2 separate regions of the Mus musculus genome follow, and region 2 is linked to region 1. The links are chromatin contacts, called in public Hi-C maps. All regions are on one chromosome and are shown on one strand. Each heading gives the region's core, a stretch centred on a gene start, on an enhancer-like site or on the middle of the called end of the contact. The rest is flanking DNA. Distances are from core to core; before and after follow the strand shown. Region 1 overlaps Gm15555 (predicted gene 15555). Region 2 overlaps Nrip1 (nuclear receptor interacting protein 1).

Region 1 (4,270 bases), core at 1,199-3,698:
TTAGGTATTTTTTTTCTCAAGAAAAAGAATTTCCTTCTGCTAATTTTAACTCTCTGCACCACAGGAAGGCTCTACAGAGAGTATATATGAGCCAATCCCACAGCAAGCTAAACAAGAAGGCACCTGTAGCAGAAGGGAGGAGACAGGACAAGCATTAAACATGCTTGGAGTGGTGAGTGACTTGGCTACGTGAATGAATGGGTTTCTTTCCTATTTTCGATTTAAACGCACTGGTTAATGGCAGCCTCAAGTCAGTAAACAACTACTGTCAGGGCATCCTTTACTCACTTTTCATTTCTGATTTTCCCTTGATTGTTGTAGCTTTTGTAGTTAGTAGCTTAATATGAGTAGACGAACTATGTACTAGGTAACGGCATACGTGAACTCCATCTGCCAAGCAACATTACTACATATGTTTTCTTGAGTTAATGGAAGCTGCAAAAGGCAAGATTGTTTTCCAAAATAGCAAGTCTTCGAGAGAGCATTTTAAAGCACATGTGTATGAATAAGTTGTTGGTAAACCAGGACTGAGCACGGCAAAGGGACACCAAGGGTTGTGCTTTGTCAATTTCCAAGGCTTAAATGGTTCATCCACAGTTAATTGCCACTGACTACGAGTTAATAACATGCCTGTAATATCTAATGTTTATCTAGAGGCTACCTCGAGTGCTGGTTCCAGCACACACCTGTCTGCATTCCAACCCTATAAGCCTACCACTTGATTAAAGTATTTCTGAATTTGTGTATGCTGTCTCCCTATACAATGTGTTACCAGAATGGAAATGCCAATCATTTTTGTGAATTATGTCTAAAATTATTAGAGATGTAGAGCTGTGTGGTTCTGAAAAAAGCAGCATCTACATAACAATGATGAATATTTTTATTCAATTGCACTATATTTTAAATAATATTGTGATAATAGACTTGTTTTAATTCGATTGTGGTATAAATTAAAAATTACTTCAATTAATAAATTAAAAAATATTTGAAAAATTCATTCTGCAAGTAAGTTTTCCCTAATAAAACAAACAAACAAACAAACAAACACCCACTACAATTAATGACGTTTTTTTTTTTTTTGTCAGTGACGTGCTGACCTTGGCAATATGTCTCTATACAATCTCTTTTTTTACATTCACTGTAAAAATTTATAGATGTCTAGAAATCTTGGGAAATGATAAATGACTTATACCATTAACCAAGGTTGAGCTTAGCCTCAAACCTGGACAATCGTTGGTCTAAATAAAGGGAGAGGAGAAACCAGTTTCGAGTTCTACTCCTACCTTTACACCTATTAGCCTTGGTGACATTAAAATCCGTTATTTTTGTAGCTTACATAAGTCTCTGTTTCCCAATATAGATAAACTAGGAACAAGTTTTAGTGAACAAATTCTGTGACTAGTTTCTGAGAAGTAGAATTCGTAGAGAAGTACCTAACGCAGTGAAAACTTTCTGCTCAATTTCACTCTATCGTCATTGTTGACAGATGTGAACAAGAGGAGGCAATGACATATGTTCCACTCTAATATGAGATAGACTATTTACATGGAGACCATGATTTGACACTGCAAAAGTGTTTGCAAACATTTTCCTTCTATAATTAAAGAAAAATAATTGAATAGACTGAAGAGCCTCAAGATATATCCTTAAATGTGTCAATTGGATAATTATGCATGACGGTAAGTTCATGACTTACCTGTCTGTTTAAAATCTTTCAAAGATCACCAGTCTTGCAACATCAAAAGGTAGTAAAAAACATACTTAAATTGGCACACTTCTCTTTACGTATAACTCAGTATTTAATTAAAAATATAGGTTTTGAACAGGTGAGAAGCTCAAAGAATCCCACTCCTGACAGAGGACCTATGTGTCAGTAAATATTTGCTGTGGGAGAGAATATCAGTTTTATTCAGGGGTGTGGCCCACCACAAGTTTCTTATAATCCGGTGGATGGCCTTACCTGTGCAAGGAGGCAATGCCGATAGAGTCGGGAAGGAGACATGGACTGGACCCAAAGGAGATGGGTAGAGCAGAAGGGATAGATACGATCAAAATATATTTATACTGTGTGTGTGTGTGTGTGTGTGTGTGTGTGTGTGTGTGAGAGAGAGAGAGAGAGAGAGAGAGAGAGAGAGAGAGAGAGGGAGGGAGAGAGAGAGAGGGAGAGAGAGTGTGAGTGTGTGTGTGTGTGTATAAACATTCTAATAGAAGTGTATTTATGGGGTTAAAGAAAGCTTAGTTGCTAAAGATGTGAGTTCATTGTTCAAAACCCATGTCAAAAGAGCTGATTGGTGGTTTGTACTTACAACCCAGTGCTATCAAGGTAGAGGCAGTGGATTGCTAGGGTTGTAACCCAAACAACTTAGCCTATTTGGTGTGTTCCAGGCCAGTGAGAGAACCCCGTGGTGACAGGAGGTAGACAGAAGCTTGGGAGGCGGCTCAGTCTATGGGATAAAGTGCTTGCACTAAAAGCATGAAGCGTGAGGGTCTGTTTTGGATCCTTAGGATTTATGTAAAAGCTGAGCATGGCTGCTCACACCTCTATTCCACGCTGGGTGAGCAGAAACAGGCAGATCCCAGGGACTAGCCGGTCCTTACAGTTTGAAACAGTGAGTAAGATAGGTAGGTAGTGATACAGGAAGCCAACTCAAACCCACCCCTTTCACACATAATTAAAAAAATAAAGTGGACAGGGATCGAGAAAGAACACCTGGGGTGAACTCTGACACTCACACACATGTATGCTTCTATACACAACATGAACACATGGCTCTTCATAAGTTCAAACATAGATGCACACACATGCACAAATATCCATGCACATGAAACTGAAAGGTCAAGCCATCTGTCCCACAGTTTAACTGTTGAGTGATAACCAGTCTTTATCATATTGGTACTGGCAATTATTACATTCCCAATGAAACTAACTTCATAGCTTGGATAAAATAAAGAGATTTTTTTTTAAATAATAGAATTTAAAATCTACAGATTTTATTTCTTGTTTGCCTAGTTAGCGGTTTAAAGATTTCTTAGTTTTCTCTCTGAATCTCTGAATAATGTTTTCTTTTCCTCCTAGAGTTTTACTTTTTATTTTGAAAGTAATTCAAGGGGGAAAAACATGGTCAGAAATGCTTTAGGTATACAGAATAAGAATCAACATACCTGTTGAGGTTTAATTTTCTACAAATGCACTGAGAAGCCCTCTGATGTAAACTGAGTTAGAGCCGAATCTTCTTAGCCTCAGCCTGGGCGTGTCTAAGAACTTTCCATGGAGAATAGGTGCTATCCAGTCCCTGGAACCAAGTGCATTTTAGGACATTATTTTATTCCCACATCTCTACTTAAACTTTTACTATTTTGGTGAAAGTATTTTGAGCACAATGTGGAATTCCTTAGGTAGACCCTAGATTGTCCTGGGCTGTACAGGAGATAGATGATCTGGTGGGAAAACATTGAATGATTCATGGTAGTAGAGGTGCCAAAATGAAAGATACTTATTTGAGGTTTTAAATGAGTACCAACTTGGGTCTTTTGGAGGGTAGCCATGGTAGATCCTCTTTTGTGAGTGCTCCACAGCCTCAGCAATAGTGCCAGGCCTTAGGATCTCCCCTTGAGATGGATCCCACTTTGGGCCTGTTGCTGGACCTTCTTTTCCTTGGGCTCCTCTCCATTTCCATCCTTGTAATTCTTACAGACAGGAACAATTATGGGTCAGAGGTGTAACTGTGGGATGGCAACCCCATCCCTCACTTGATGTCCTGTCTTCCTGCTACAACTGAAAGAGTCAGGTGCAGATATTTGCACACAACCAATGGACAGAAGCAGCTGACCCCTGTTGTTGAATTAGGGAAAGGCTGAAAGAAGCTGAGGAGAAGGGAGACCCTGTGGGAGGACCAGCAGTCTCAATTAATCTGGACCTCTAAGATCTTTCAAACACTGGGCCACCAAACAGACAGCATACATCAGCCAATATGAAGCCCAGCAACACACATACAGTAGAGAACTTTCGGGTCTGTGTTCATTCAGAGAAGATGCACCTAACCCTCAAGAGACTGGAGGCCCCAGGGAGTTTAGAGGTCAGGTGGGGTGGGGGCTGAGGGCATCCACGTGGAGACAGGGTGGGGTGGGGAGGAGATGTGAGACATGAAGCAGTCAGAGGGTGGATGTGTGGGCAGGGAATGGAATATGGGGTGTAAAACATAAAGTAAAAGTAAAAGAAAACTAAAAGAAAAAAAATGAGTGCCATCTTTAGTACCAGGCCTGTGCCCTA
Region 2 (4,270 bases), core at 729-3,228, 360 kb before region 1:
CCAATAACAAGAAAGAAGTCACTTGGGTTCTGAAGAAAAAGCCTACTATCTGTAAGCTAGAAAAAAAAATATTTGTAATGTTATGCTAGTTTTAAAGAGAGATTATTCTTGAAGAAAGTCACATGGATAATTAGAAGTTATGATTCATCCATTTGTTTGTTTTGGCTGAAGCAATGCTAAGCAAGGCTGCAGCGTGCGCTGAAGCCGGCTGGAAAGGTAATTGTGACATCCGCGTATTGATCACCTCTCTCTCCTTCTTTCCTTCAATCTTCCTTCCTCTCTCAATTAACAGAACTGGGCCACACCTAGGATTTTTGTTTAGACCCTGGGCAATAGAATTAGCATCTGATAGAGTGAATAGTCCTTGAGATCTCTGCCAGTCCTCGGTTGCCTCTCCACTCAGAGTTCTCACTTCCTGCAAGTGGGATTCTCACCGCTAGGAATGAAAAGCGCCAACTTAAAACCCACCTCTTGTTGTTCAAACACATTTAAGGGTGGAAGGAAGTTAGGGCTTGTTTGCCTTCAGTTTGGAGTGACTTGCCGAGACTTTCCACAAACATTGATTTAGTCGCCTGCTTCTAAACCCTCAGCCTCAGTTTCCCACCCACGCAGATTAGGAAGACTCGGGCACTCGGGCAACGTCACGCTGGTGTTTACTGAGAGCACCGTGCAAAGGACTCTCTCACCTTTCGTCTACTAATTAAGAAAGCCTGTACTGATAAGCAAGGCCACCCCTTTTGTAGCCTGCACTTTCTACCTGCTGTAAAGGATTGTGGGCAACTCCCGGAGCTAAGGAGTTGGCAGCTTGCATTGTTGGTAGTTTGCTGTGAGTATTTTGCTTCCCATTTTTTCCCTGCTTCTGGAAGGTGGACATGGCGGGGCAGTTACCCTTAGCATAAAGCCAGGAGGAAAGCTGGTAGTCACTGCAGTTACTTGCATATAGTTGTTAAGCTGCTTGTGGTTATGACCTTTTAACTGTTGGATTTGCATAGACATAACACATGTTAAATATCACCTGACCATGCTAAATATCACTTCATTAAAAATGTCAGATGCTAATTTAGCCTTACAAGAGTGAGGTGGGAAATTTAGCTTTGATACAAGCTTTAAGTGAGAATAAATACTACGATATGGTTTTTGACGTGGGTTAGAACCTGACATACTGTTGCGGTCAAAATTTGAGACTTGGAAGTTCTGCACAAAATGGGACTTCTTGAGGAATTTCTCTAGGGATAGAGAGAGATGGCTCTGTGTGCGTGTGTGTGTGTGTGTGTGTGTGTGTGTGTGTGTGTGTGGTGATGGTGGTGATGGTGGTGGTGAGGATGGGACCCAGGGCCTTGTGCATGGTAGGCATGTATGTGTTCCTACCACTGAAGCACGCCTGCAGCCCAAGAGATGACATGTTTAGGCAGTGAATGATAAATGTACTGGGGAAAACAAAGTTTTACATTTTCGATTTCTGAATTTTGAGTTTTTAGTAATCTAATCATTAGAGAGGATTTATACACTGGAAAGGAAGCAAAATAAGAATGGAGGGGCAGAAGGAAAAAAACATTGGGAGATATTGGAAAACTCCAAACGAATTAATGACCCTTGCGTTGTTTCCCCAGATCGTTCACAGAAAAGGGTCGCAAGGGACAGGGGTAGGGTTTGATTTTTTTTTTTTTTTTTTGCGAAAGGACATTAAAAATAGTACTTCCGCTTTCTCACTCCACATTTCTTTCTCTTGTGTAGAGCCTTCTCCTAAATCAGTCTACCTTTCTGGTAAAAGGGAAGTCCTTTTGTCTCCCTCGGCAACGACCGCCAGTAGTGAGAGAGGTCAGATGTGATTTTAAATTCTGAGGTTCCGCTGTTGTATGTTAGGACGCGTTGTTGTTCATGATTTCAAACTGGTGCTTTTAGAAGAGTGGGGGCGACTTGACATGCGCAGAAGTAGCATTGGTCCGTGTCTTTTACTGTTTTACCCCCTCTGCCCGCCCAGCAGGAGGAGCAGGAGCCGAGGAGGGAGAAAGGAAGAGGACACACCCTGAGGTGGCACCTGCTTGTGTTCTGGCCAGCTCACATGCATTTTTCTCTTTTAATCCTTGCAATTGCGTCCCCCTCAACTCCCCCCCCCCCCCCCCAGACGAATGGAGAATGGATATTATTTCCTCTAGTTTATAGATACAGAAACCCAGCCCACTGGGTTTGCCAGAGTCACTTGCCTGAGGCCACACAGCTAATTTCATTTCCATGAGAATAAGCCATCTTTGGAAAAGGAAACTAGCGGCCAGCTGTCATTCAGGAAGCCCTGAGGAAGCCTTGCTCTCCTACCTGATAACCACAGAACCCAGGATGGGAGGACAAGCCTCCCAGCCTGATGCTCCCAGCCTGGTTTCTCTGGGAAGGCCTGTCTTCCATGCTTTTCCTCAGCTGCCTACCCTTAACCGGAGGCAAATGTAGTTCCAAGGGCAACTGGCCACTTTCGCCCAAACTTAGCCCCCAAGGGCACTCTCCTGCCAGTGCTAGCTCTCGTGAAGTGTACCACAGAATTACTGCAGTGCGCTTCAAGGCGACGAACGAACGCCGCTGTGTTTCCTGATATAATTCATTAAAATAGCCTGTCATGGTCTTAATCTTGGTGTTCCCAAGGCTGACTGTGTTTGTCTACTTCAGAGCACTGCAGTAGCCATGTGCCATAGCTTTCTCGGTTGAAAAATCGTGACTCTTGGCCATGCTTAATGTGTTTTTTTTTTTTTTTTTGGTTTGTTTTTACTACCTTTTCTTCACCCACAATGGGTTCCTTAAAGACTATATGGCATGTTACAAAAGGAGTCTCCGAGCTCCAAGCAGAAAATGGATAAGGCATTCGTGAGTTTATTGAGAGAGATAAGGAGGACTTGGCTTCCTATGGGCAGCAGAGCTTGATGAGGAGGGAGCTGTCTTGAACTAGGGGGTTTGAAGCACAGAGTACATTTTTAAATACACACCAGCCATACGCTTTTATTGTCGAGGCCATGAGGAATGGAGTTATAAACCTCCCGTCCCCCCTTTTTTTACTTCACTTATTTAAAATTTATGGAATGTTGAACCCCAAACCACTCTAACTGAGTACTTCCTCATAACACCGAAAAGCACAAGTTGGAACTGTATTGCAGACGTAGAGTGACACAGAAAGCGAATATACATAATATCTTATAGTGTGCTTTGGATGGTGAATTGCTCAGTAAATGTTGGGAAATAAAGGATTCCCATAAAAGCTACAAGAGCGGGTTTTTGGTTCTATCTTTTATTAAGAGAATAGTTGTTTTTATTATAGCTAAATAAGAAAAGAGAGGAAGTTTAAACATGAGCAAGCTGGGGACGAAAATCTTCTGTCTCCAATTACGTATTATTTTTCTAACCCTCCCATGCCTTGACTGAATTCATTGAAATAGACTGAATCTGTGGGATAGCACACAGGGCTGGGCTGAGAGTTTGTATTTGACCCTCTGGTACTTTATTAGTCTCCACAAACTTTGTACCATTGAGGTAAAACCCCAAGACCTTGCATAGCTCTGGGGCTGGGGAGGTCCCAAACTCTCCATTTGAACCAGTACTGAATTTTGAATCTTCATAAATTGAAATAATGGCATGGTATATCTTCAGGTTAGAAGAGGACCTGACAGAAAGGTGTTGGAAGAGAGACCATCTTGTGTATTGTATGGATGCCATTGCCTGTCAACTGTCTGATGATCTATGGCTTAGGCAGGGAATTAGAAGGTGGGACATCTGGAAAGAGAAAGAATTCTGGGATAGAGCCAGGAGCAGGGGTTGCTGGGAGCCTCTGGGAAGATGTGAGGAGAAGGACGCATGGTACCTGAGCATATACCAGCCATGTGGCCAAATGGAGGTTAAAATAATTAGGTTATTTTAGTTAAGATCTAGTCAGTAGCTACATGGCCAAGGCATTTGTAAATATGTTTGAGTCTGAGTCTTACTTCTGAGAGGAAGAACCAGGGACAAACTTGAACAAGCTGTGGCTGGGGTGAAGTTAAGCACACACCATGTGGGGGTCTGGCCCTGCTTCCTCTTTTAGTACAAGCATTCAAGTGTACTTGGGACTTAGGAGTGATTTCTTTTTCTTCCATCTTAATCCTTTCTGTTTCATACTGCCCACCTTTACTTTTTGAATTTCTTATACTAACCCCAATCGATCCAGGGGATCGATTAACTGAATTTGTTAATAGTTTCTGTCATTGTTAACTTCAAAATTTCCAGAAGGAGGAGCTGAGCCTGTACGAATTTAACT

The links. Hi-C and Micro-C count contacts between places; a contact is called where the count stands out from the background.
Region 2: a contact with region 1 is called in a Hi-C map of the G1E-ER4 cell line, with 5 times the contacts expected there. The contact joins two enhancer-like sites. A contact is called at or near these places in 2 of 39 promoter capture datasets (the HPC-7 cell line and HPC-7-derived erythroid cells), 4 of 484 Hi-C or Micro-C datasets (B cells, the Ba/F3 cell line, the G1E-ER4 cell line and 1 more) and 3 of 115 datasets of contacts at active chromatin or transcription factors (bone marrow-derived macrophages, embryonic basal ganglia and embryonic forebrain).

The regions. Positions count from the first base shown.
Region 1 is chr16:76,008,634-76,012,903 of GRCm38.p6, reverse strand. Gm15555 (predicted gene 15555) reads right to left here. Exons shown (of 4, transcript NR_155447.1): 3 at 3,163-3,293. Among named protein-coding and RNA genes, the nearest start is that of Gm15555, 10 kb to the right of the region's middle. Within about 2 kb of position 2,448, at least 1 of the 459 cell types and tissues checked has an H3K27ac peak or open chromatin away from gene starts, as enhancers often do. A contact at or near this core is called in the G1E-ER4 cell line, where this site is marked.
Region 2 is chr16:76,363,594-76,367,863 of GRCm38.p6, reverse strand. All of the region lies in intron 1 of Nrip1 (nuclear receptor interacting protein 1), which reads left to right. Among named protein-coding and RNA genes, the nearest start is that of Nrip1, 7.3 kb to the left of the region's middle. Within about 2 kb of position 1,978, at least 64 of the 459 cell types and tissues checked have an H3K27ac peak or open chromatin away from gene starts, as enhancers often do. A contact at or near this core is called in the G1E-ER4 cell line, where this site is marked.